Linked DNA regions of Sus scrofa: region 1 is linked to region 2. A link is a contact called in public promoter capture Hi-C data. All regions are on one chromosome and are shown on one strand. The core of a region is the stretch at or near the end of the contact, and the rest is flanking DNA. Distances in the headings are between cores, read along the strand shown.

Region 1 (4,601 bases), core at 2,060-4,559, 1.2 Mb after region 2:
CCCTTCTCGTCAACAGAAACCAGTACCTAGAAGTAGGCTCTATGTCTCAGTCTCCTTCAGTGCTGGAAGTGCCTGCTGACATAGTTTGGGCCAATGAAATGTATGCATATATTTTTTCATGTTACTTCTAGGAAGTCTCCTTGAAAAGGCAGCGGGGGAAAGACTTTTATTTTCCCTTCCTGCTGCAAATAATGGCTGGAGCTCCAGTAGGTAATTTTTGGACCAGGAGGAGATCTCAAGAATGGGAACCCACATCAAGATGTGGGGCAACATGAGTTTCCTGCCATCAAGGAGCCACCACATCATCCCCGAAAGACTACCTCTAGAGTTTCTTTTCTAGAAATAAATAAACATGCCCCCACCCTCAAATAAAGAATTGATGTTTTAAAATGATTGATTGTTGAGTATGAGAAGGAAGCACAGTTGGAGGGCATTTTCCTCATCATGGCTATGAAAATAGGTTCTAGAGTCAAACTGGTTAGCTTTAAATCCAGCTGCATTATGCATTAGCCATGTGACGGTGAATAAGAAATGTAATGGCTTTAAGCCTCCTCATATCAATAAATATGTTAATAGTGCATACCTCATGGCTTATGTGAGAAATGATTTAGATTATTCATGTAAAGTGCTTCACACAGTGCTAGCACATACTACGTGCTCCATACATGTAAGTGAAAAAGGTGGTCATTGGGTAATATAGTGTAATTTTTAAAACACATTTCAGTATCATATTAAGCTTGCAAATTAGAGAACTACTAACTTATATTAAACATAATACTGAATATAAAATATAATTTGTAAGCTTCAAATTATTATATAAATAAAAAATTTTACCATTTTAACCTGAGTGCAAATTACTTTACAATATGCACAATATGCGGTGACCTCAAATAACACTGACAGAGTATATTCAGTTGATTTTGAGACACATTCAGTGATTTGTTACCATTGCTTGATTTTTTTTCCAAAAAGGAAACAGTGGAAAGCCAGTAAATCATAAGGAGTTGAAATTATTTTCAAAATCAATTCAGTTTTATAATATTTATAAGGTATTTAATGCTACCGAAGGCAGAATTCTTACCCCTTAAGTTTTAAGTTTCATTTTAAAGTTTATTCTAGTGGGAAAGAATCCAAATTTTGTAACCAAATAAACCTTAGTTCATAGTTCCCATCTCTTACTAATTCCTCGGAAATGGTTGTAGATTGTGATTAATTAGCATTAAAAGCATTTTGCAGGAACTGAAATGCTGAACTAAATTCTTTATTTTGTGTTCATATATAATTACAATTCTGTGTTAATATATTTTCATATTTTTAGCACCACACTCATTCTATTCAAGAAATATTTACCATGATGAGAGAGAATGAAAAAGATTTACTGTCCTCATTTAAAAATATTCTCTAATTCTTAAATACTGTGTATTATTCTGGTTACTGAACCATTAGAGGGAAATAATAGCTGGGAAAGGTAGACAGAACTGCAACCATTATCGAGGAAATAGAGGAAGGATTGTCACACTAAATTTTTTTTCAAAGAAAAGCCTTTTGTTAGGGATACAGAATTCTATGTGACCAAATGTTACAAAATTATGAAGAATGTGGAGATTGTACCTCAGTGGTGCGATATTTAGATAGGATTCGGTCATGAGACCCAGAAACACTGGAGTTCTGCCACTGGTCAGCTACTCTTCTCTGTGAGGTCCCTGAGGAAAGAACACACACTGAGGAGGTAGGCAAGGTAAAGAAAGTCTGTATTCCTAGCTGGAACAGAGGTCTTCTTTAATTTTTTTTTTTAAATTACAATCAATTTACAATATTGTACCTATTTCTGCTGTACAGCAAAGTGACCCATTTATACATTTACCCATTCTTTTTCTCATATCATCCCCTACTGGGTTCTATCCCAAAATGGAACATAGGTCTTAAGTTTACAAACTTCACTTTAGAGATGTGTAAATAACCTAGGACAGATCATATAAAAAACTCCTTTTTGTCTAAGGTAGGTTAGGCACTGTGGACAAAAGTCGAATCAGACAGGAAGCAGGTAAATTCTGCTTTAGCACTTCTATTTCCAATGTCAAATCCAATGCTATCCCAGAAAAGAATAACCTAAGCTGTTGCAGGCATGAAAAGGCAGGATACAAGCGTCTGCACCAGTGCCTACAGCAAAATGGCCTGGACCTGAATTTGCTTTCTGTGATCAACATACAGTTGAGTATCTAGTTTCTTAGTAGGAAGAGGGGATATCCAAAGTACTGTGATATTTTTCTTATCATTTTATTTGTCTCTCTTCTCATATCTTGTTAAGGACGAACCTGTCTCTTTCTCCAGTAGCTATAAGACCCTTTAGGTTGAAGACTTGCTTGAATCTTTGTAACTCATAACCTAGCATGGTACTGAACCTACAGTATATGCCAGTAAATGTTTTTTAAGTGAGTAAATACTCAGCTAGTTATTGAGTAGGAAAAAAGATAATGCAGAAACATTCTTGAGAAGCAGATAGCCTTGCATGGAGGAGACTCTAATGTATGTAGAACAATTAAGCCAGAATAAATGACCCACAGAATTGAGTATCAAACTCTGTCCTCCAGAGTATCAATAAGTACAAATTTGTAGTAGGAACAATTCTAAGTACTATAACTCATTGGCAGGTAAGGCATAATAAACGGGGTCTGTTTAAGCCTTTAGGATGATTAGAATCTGGATAGAATACTTGCTGAACAAACAGCTTGGGGTTTCCTCAATGTCTTTATTTTATAAACAGAGTAATGAGTCAGTGTTGCTGTTGCCTGGGTCTCTAACAGCAGAAACAGCTTTCATTTACCAGTGTTTGCAATGCTTCGGTTGGTGAGTTTTTCATCTCCTTCCTAGTTCTCAGTGTCTTGTCACCACCACTTCCTGGGTTTCTCTTAGCACCGTTTGGACTTACTACCGAATAAAGTCAGAGATGCTTTCGTCCCTGCGGGTGCGAGTGTAGTTCTGGTAGGAGTGCGGGAGGTGAACGCGCTAAGACTTTCTTTCACAGTTTTTCATAGTTTCTTCCCAGCTGTCCCGTCTGACTATAAGGAAAAATGGATCACGGTCAAGTTAGCTCTAACTCCTAGGGCGTTTTCTAGAGCTTTTCTGACGAACCCAGGATTCAAAGCACTTGGTGTAGTAGGAGGAGCTCCAAGACTCAGGCCCGCCCTCTCCTTCAGGACGCTGAGCGCGCGGGGCGGAGCTTAGTGGGGAAGACTTGCGGCTCGGTACGCATGCGCTTTGACCTCTCTCCTAGAAACTTCCGGGTGGAGAGAAATGGGCGGAGTCAAGACCGGAAGCACGGGGGCGGGCGTTTCCTCATTAAGCTCGTCCCTTAAGATGAGCGCTTTGGCTCGCGGTTGGTGAACGGATGGTTGTGTGGGATGGCTCATCTCACTCCTAAACAATTTTCTGCAGGGCTAGAAATCAACCTGGGGTAAATCTGACACTAATGAGCAAGTGGGCCGATAGTCTCTAAGGTAGCTGCTCCATTAACGCAAGTTCTTCCTGGGGCTCCAGAGATGGTTGACGGCTTCCTTTGGCTCCACGTCTCTGCTGGCCGTCTAGTTTATACCATTGCGGGCGCACCGCTCCCCGACCCCACGCCATTATGTACGATCGGGCTCCTCGCTTGCTTAGATTGGCTGAAGGTGGCAGCACTGAGGATCATGTGGGTCCTGGATCCTACCAGGTACCTTTCCTGAAGCAGCAGGCAGCAGGTAAGATGTAGGTAGGGAAAGGCAAGCCTTCTGTGACAGGCGCCTCACTTTCAGCCTGCTCCGCTTCTGTGTGCCTGAGGAAAGCATAGTAGCATCACTTCAAAAGTATAACAGCATGAAGTAGGCAGGGAAGATACTGTCCTTATTTCACAGATGATAACTAGTAAAATAAATTTGTCCCTTTAAAAAATTATAATTGATTTACAGCGCTGTGTCAATTTCTGTGGTACAGCATAGTGACCCAGTAAATTTGTCCCATTTCACAAGGCCAGTGAGCCAATGGTGAGGACTTTTGATTCTACAATGGTTGTCTACATCATTCTTTAAATTATACAGGTGACATCTAGGATTTCGATTTCCTTGATCTGGCTATGAGTCTCCAAATCATGTGTACTTCTCACCGCTTTCTGTCTTTTTTTTTTTTTTTCGAAATCCTGCCTGCCTCACACACCATTCCTAACTAACCAGAGAAACATTCATTAGCTAAGATATAACGTTAAAATTTTTGTTTTGCAATATTTTTTAAAGATAGTCCCATGTGTTTTTTTCTGGTAGATGTTTCTTATCTGACCATACCCATCTTCTCTTTAAACATACTTTATAAGAGTTCCTTCATCCCACATTCTGTAAAGAAAAGCTATACTCTTGAGAGGTAGTGGGAATGGATAATTTATTTATTTTTGTCTTTTTGCCTTTTCTAGGGCCGCACCGGTGGCATATGGAGGTTCCCAGGCTAGGGGTCTAATCGGAGCTGCAGCCACTGGTCCATGCCCGAGCCGCAGCAACGTGGGATCTGCCAGATCTGAGCCGCCTCTGCAACCTACACCCCAGCTCACTGCAACTCCAGATCCTTAACCCACTGAG
Region 2 (4,761 bases), core at 1,070-3,569:
TACAAGGAGACATGGCCAGAGGCTTTGGGGTTTAATCCTTGAAGAGGATGTGAAACCTGTAACAAAAGGAGGCACTGAGAATAGACCCGCCATTATAAAATGTGATTCAAAAGAAGTAGGGAGCATTCACTCTTTCAGCATATTCTTCTAAACAGACCCTATGACTCCTCCTCTTCTAAACTCCTCCTACACCCTCTTTATTTATGGTCAACCTGTACGCACCCTCCACCCAGATCTGGACAGTTGCATTGATAAGTAAATTTGAGATGAGTTATGAAGCAATGTATGGCATCCCCAAATTTATAATGGCCTGATTTTAAAGTAAACTCTTCATAAGTAGTTTGCTTATTAAATGTCAGTCGTTACAAATGGTAAGGAATCTATAATTTAACCACGGTACTATAAACCAGGAAATTACCAAATCTAGGGAGACAGAGAGCTGTCAAGTCCTGTACTTTTTATTCATGATTTTTGGAATAGGCAGCTGTACTGTGAAGTTAATGACACTTAAACCCAGGCTTGGAAGGGAGCCTTTGGCATTGTGTACATACGCCGTATCTTTTTTCAGTAACATTTGCAAAAAGTAAGGTATTTTGTTATCTTTTCTCAAATTTTGCCCCTAAATTGCATAAGCTTCAGGATCTAAAATTCTGGGTTTGCCACTGAGCTTATACAACAAACTGTAGCTCTCTGTTATGTTCTAGGTCATAGCTCCCTGCATGCCATTGTCCATTGTCATGTGTGTGTGTGTGTGTGTGTGTGTGTGTATTTTTAAATCTTTATAAGAGCATGTATTTAAAAACATCAAGTTATCCAATGTGCTCACTTGCAAGGTGGGGAAAAAAAGAGAACACCACAATAGCTACTATATCTCAATTGTTTTTTGTAAAATCATGGTATAAGGTCTTATCTCATGGTATATAAATCAATCGTATTTCAAATATTCAACAGTGTACTTGACAGATAACAAAAATAGTAAGCTCTCTGTATAACAATTACCTATCAAGTGTAAGTTACAAAACTTTTTCTCATTAAAATTTGTTTTCATCCAACTAAGGGTTGTACGTTTAAATACAAAATACTTGAGAAACTACTAAAATATATATATATTATCTCAGGTTCTTTAGTTCAAGAACCTAAAGTGTGATTTGCTTGGGTGAAATAATTTAGTCCCCATTTATTGTTCTGGTAACAAAGATGGTCTCTTGTCCTCAAGTGGAAATTTTCAACGCAAAAAATCTTGAGATAAACTTTATGAAAAAAAGAAAGCCAGTTATCCCTAAAGGGCTTTATAAGTTTAAAAGTGAATTGTTTATATCAGTTACTTAGGGTTCACAGTGAGTGAAATCGCATCCTATCATGCTGAGTTATGTGTTAGATCAACTGGCATTCATGGTGAATTATCTTAAGAGACTCTAAAAAGTGATCATTTTACAGGTACAACATCTAGAAATTCACCGCATATATAAATGAATTGACTTAAAACAAGATTCCCTATGAATACATTGCATACAGTTTTTTGGAAACCATTACTCATAAAATGTTTATTTCCTCTGAAAGATATCAATCCTTAGGTGTTTTAAAATCAGTTTTATCTTGAAATAGAATCTAAAATGACTAACACTATTTTTCCAAAGATAATGTCTTATTTCTTAAAATCTATATCATGTCGTTTTATTTTCTGTAATTCATAACCGTGATAATTCTCTTTTGAATGGTAATGGAATTAAATACAGACTTTACCATTTCATTCATAATTCTCTGTCAAGTCAAATGCCTTTTTCATTGGATCTAATTCTTCTTGATGTCCCATTGCTAAGCAACTAGAAGGAAATTTAAGAACTGGTTTTTTAAGCCCACTTTTACAATTCAAATGAAGGAGCTGCATTCATTGAGTGACCAACAGCAGAAGGTAACAATAGCTGGCATCTTTTTTCTCCCTTTTTAAAAATACACCATGAATGAGAGAATGAAGCAAGAAACTAAAAGGAGCCTCTGTTTTCTTAATGTATGTAGGAATTTGAATTTGATTTTCATTCCAACCCAGTCCTGCCTTCACCAACATTCCAAAGTTCCATGGTTTTGAAGATGGCTTAAAGAGTTAGTTAGGACTCTCTCACTACACTACACACACCCACCCACCCACACAATTTTCCCCCTCAAGGATTAAAATTATAGTTTAGCAAAAGGCAACACGAACGTACCTTTAACCGAAGCTGAATATGAGGAAATGAAGCAGAGAAAAAGCACAGCAAGAAGAATCATATTGACCAGCTCCCCTCTAGTGCATCCAGTTCCAAGCGAGGAGTCACTGAGAAGTGGATTCTTGCGGTGGCAGCAAGGGAGTGACCCTCCTCGAACCTGCAACAATGTTTATCTTTGGGGGAAAGGTCAGATTCCAAACTCCAAAATCAGGACCTAAGTTCACAGAAGGGCCCACTATTAATGATTAAACTTTGGTGGGCTCCGGTTTCCAATCTCTCACTCTTTTTATTTATTCTTTACTCAATAAGGAAGACCAAGAAAAAAATGTCACTTTTGAGAGTTCAAGTAAACCAGTCTACCATCCTTTAAATTCAGAAGTACTGATAGACATTCAAGGAAAACTGATGATGATACTTTTCTGCTCCAAACATAAATCATCCTCATTCCCGTAACATCAAATGCCTGTCTTCACATTTACCACTTTACGTGGGAAGGTGGTGAGGAATTGCAAACTCAAATACATTTCATTGAATTTTATTGTCTTGTATGGTCATCTGGAGTTTTTTAATACCATGTGTATGCTATTATTAAAAAATCATTCTGAATTATAGGATTTAAATTTAAAAATTTTTACTTCCACCACCAATCCCTTCAAAATAATGTTAAAATGATAAAACTGATTTCTGAAACCTAGATGATTCTCCTTACGTGTGATTCTTATGTGTCTGTCATTATTAGCACACTAGCAAGCAGTTGAGTTTATCACAGTAGACCTCTAACTACCCCTATGACAAGAAACACTTATCTTGAGTCCCCAAACCAACTGGATGGAATCCCCTGTGCTTTCTGAATCCTAATTCTAGGAAGAAATTCAAGAGGGGAATTCCAGCCCTTAACAATTTTGCTGCGGAAAATTAATTAGGAAACTTCTCTACAATTAAAGCAAGTAACTTAGTGTGAGTGGAGCCACACGAATGAAACCCACTTTTGTCCTTGGAAACTCCTGCAATATAAACCTGATGTGAACAAAACCTATTGAAACAGGGTGGTTGTGGGGAGCATATGGGGATGTTTTGGCAAAGGAACGAATAAGGTGCTGGCAAAGGGCTATTTGAATGAACTAGAAAATACTTATAGCCATAAAATGGGTTCTTAAGCATAGAATGAGGGTCTTAATTTTACCCTCATCTTTCTCTAAAGCCTCTTCTAGAATCCTAACCTTAAGTTCAAATCTTCTAGACAACCCAGGTAAAAGATAGTCAACTTGATAGAAAGGGCTACAAGATGAAATCTAAAATTTTAAAATCTCCAGAGTTAAGCGTATTTCTCCTTGAATTATGTTTTATATAAAGATCTTAAACGTGGAAATTGTTCACCTTTACTGTCTATTGAGATTAGAATTTCACTTGTTAACCTGTTTTATATATAAATCTTGGCTAAATTACCTACACAAAAAATATTTGGTTGTGACTATCACCTTAAAGATATAAATAATTTGTCTTGGGGTAAACAGAAAATGGTCTTAGAAAATTAACTGTTGAAGAAATGTTTTTATGAATAGTGGGCTTTACAAATACAAGGTAATGTGAAAAGCGCTTTAGTGCTTTACATTTGAATAGATTTTTGTGTATTCCCACAATTTCTGCATTACATGCACAGTAACACGAAGCCACTATAGTCACTTAAGCTTTAAATACTTACTTATTCAAATTAAGGACTACCTGGAATCATGTGAAAACTGCCTTTCGTATTCCACTTGAGGCTCACAGTGACATGTTTATGGTTAGACTATGTGGTGCATGATACGTGTCTCTTCGGGTAAAGTACCATTTGTTGTCAGGTGTTTATCAGAGTCCAACCAATAAAAGGCATATCACTATTGCCTAACAAATTAAATGCTGTTTCATTTGTTTTGTTTTCATTTGCCTACCACTAGAAAGCTCCTATGAGTCACTGTATTAAGTAGTTATTTCAACATAGGATGTTCAAATAAGACTGTTTCTATTGGTAATAAATACCATCATTCTTTTCTATCTTGCCTGTAATTTTTTACAAAGATATTTGAAAGACTAAAGATTGTTTCACAGAGATGAAATAAAAATGCCAAACCCCTTCCATATTCAGTGAATTCTATGTACCAAAGAGAGGCATTCTCTTCCGTAGCTCTGCTGATCAAGCCAAGCAAACCTTGTGCACTACAGGTGGGAGACACCTCCCCAAACTCATCAGCTCTTTTTCATAGCATGTGAAGCAAGACAGAAGCACAGAACAATTGAAAAAAGAAAAAAAAAAAAAACCGCAAGAGCTTCCATCTATGGAATAATTACTATGTATAATACACTATGCCAAGAACTTTACATTTTGTAGTATATCCTAACAATCACCTCATATATTAGAAAAACGATTTTCAAACTAATTTAGTAAAATGATTTATGGACCATAGTAAAACAAACCTTGAGGCCTTGAGATGCAACATTCTCCTTTACTTAAAATATATTACAGATAGATTTTGGAAAAACTGACTGATTTCTTACGGATGACATAGAACTATTAACT

The links. Promoter capture Hi-C pulls out the DNA fragments that hold promoters and counts their contacts.
Region 1: a promoter capture Hi-C map of liver shows a contact between it and region 2, with 4 times the contacts expected there. The contact joins the promoter of STPG2 here to the promoter of MTTP in region 2. A contact is called at or near these places in 1 of 5 promoter capture datasets (liver) and 1 of 2 datasets of contacts at active chromatin or transcription factors (alveolar macrophages).

Annotation. Positions count from the first base shown.
Region 1 is chr8:122,111,737-122,116,337 of Sscrofa11.1, forward strand. It overlaps STPG2 (sperm-tail PG-rich repeat-containing protein 2), which reads left to right and starts at 3,310. Exons shown (of 13, transcript XM_021101745.1): 1 at 3,310-3,737. The coding sequence starts at 3,629. It overlaps LOC102160109 (a long non-coding RNA gene), which reads right to left and starts at 3,297. Exons shown (of 4, transcript XR_305112.2): 1 at 2,825-3,297; 2 at 1,612-1,703.
Region 2 is chr8:120,869,149-120,873,909 of Sscrofa11.1, forward strand. MTTP (microsomal triglyceride transfer protein) reads right to left here and starts at 2,320. Exons shown (of 18, transcript NM_214185.1): 1 at 2,205-2,320. The coding sequence starts at 2,265.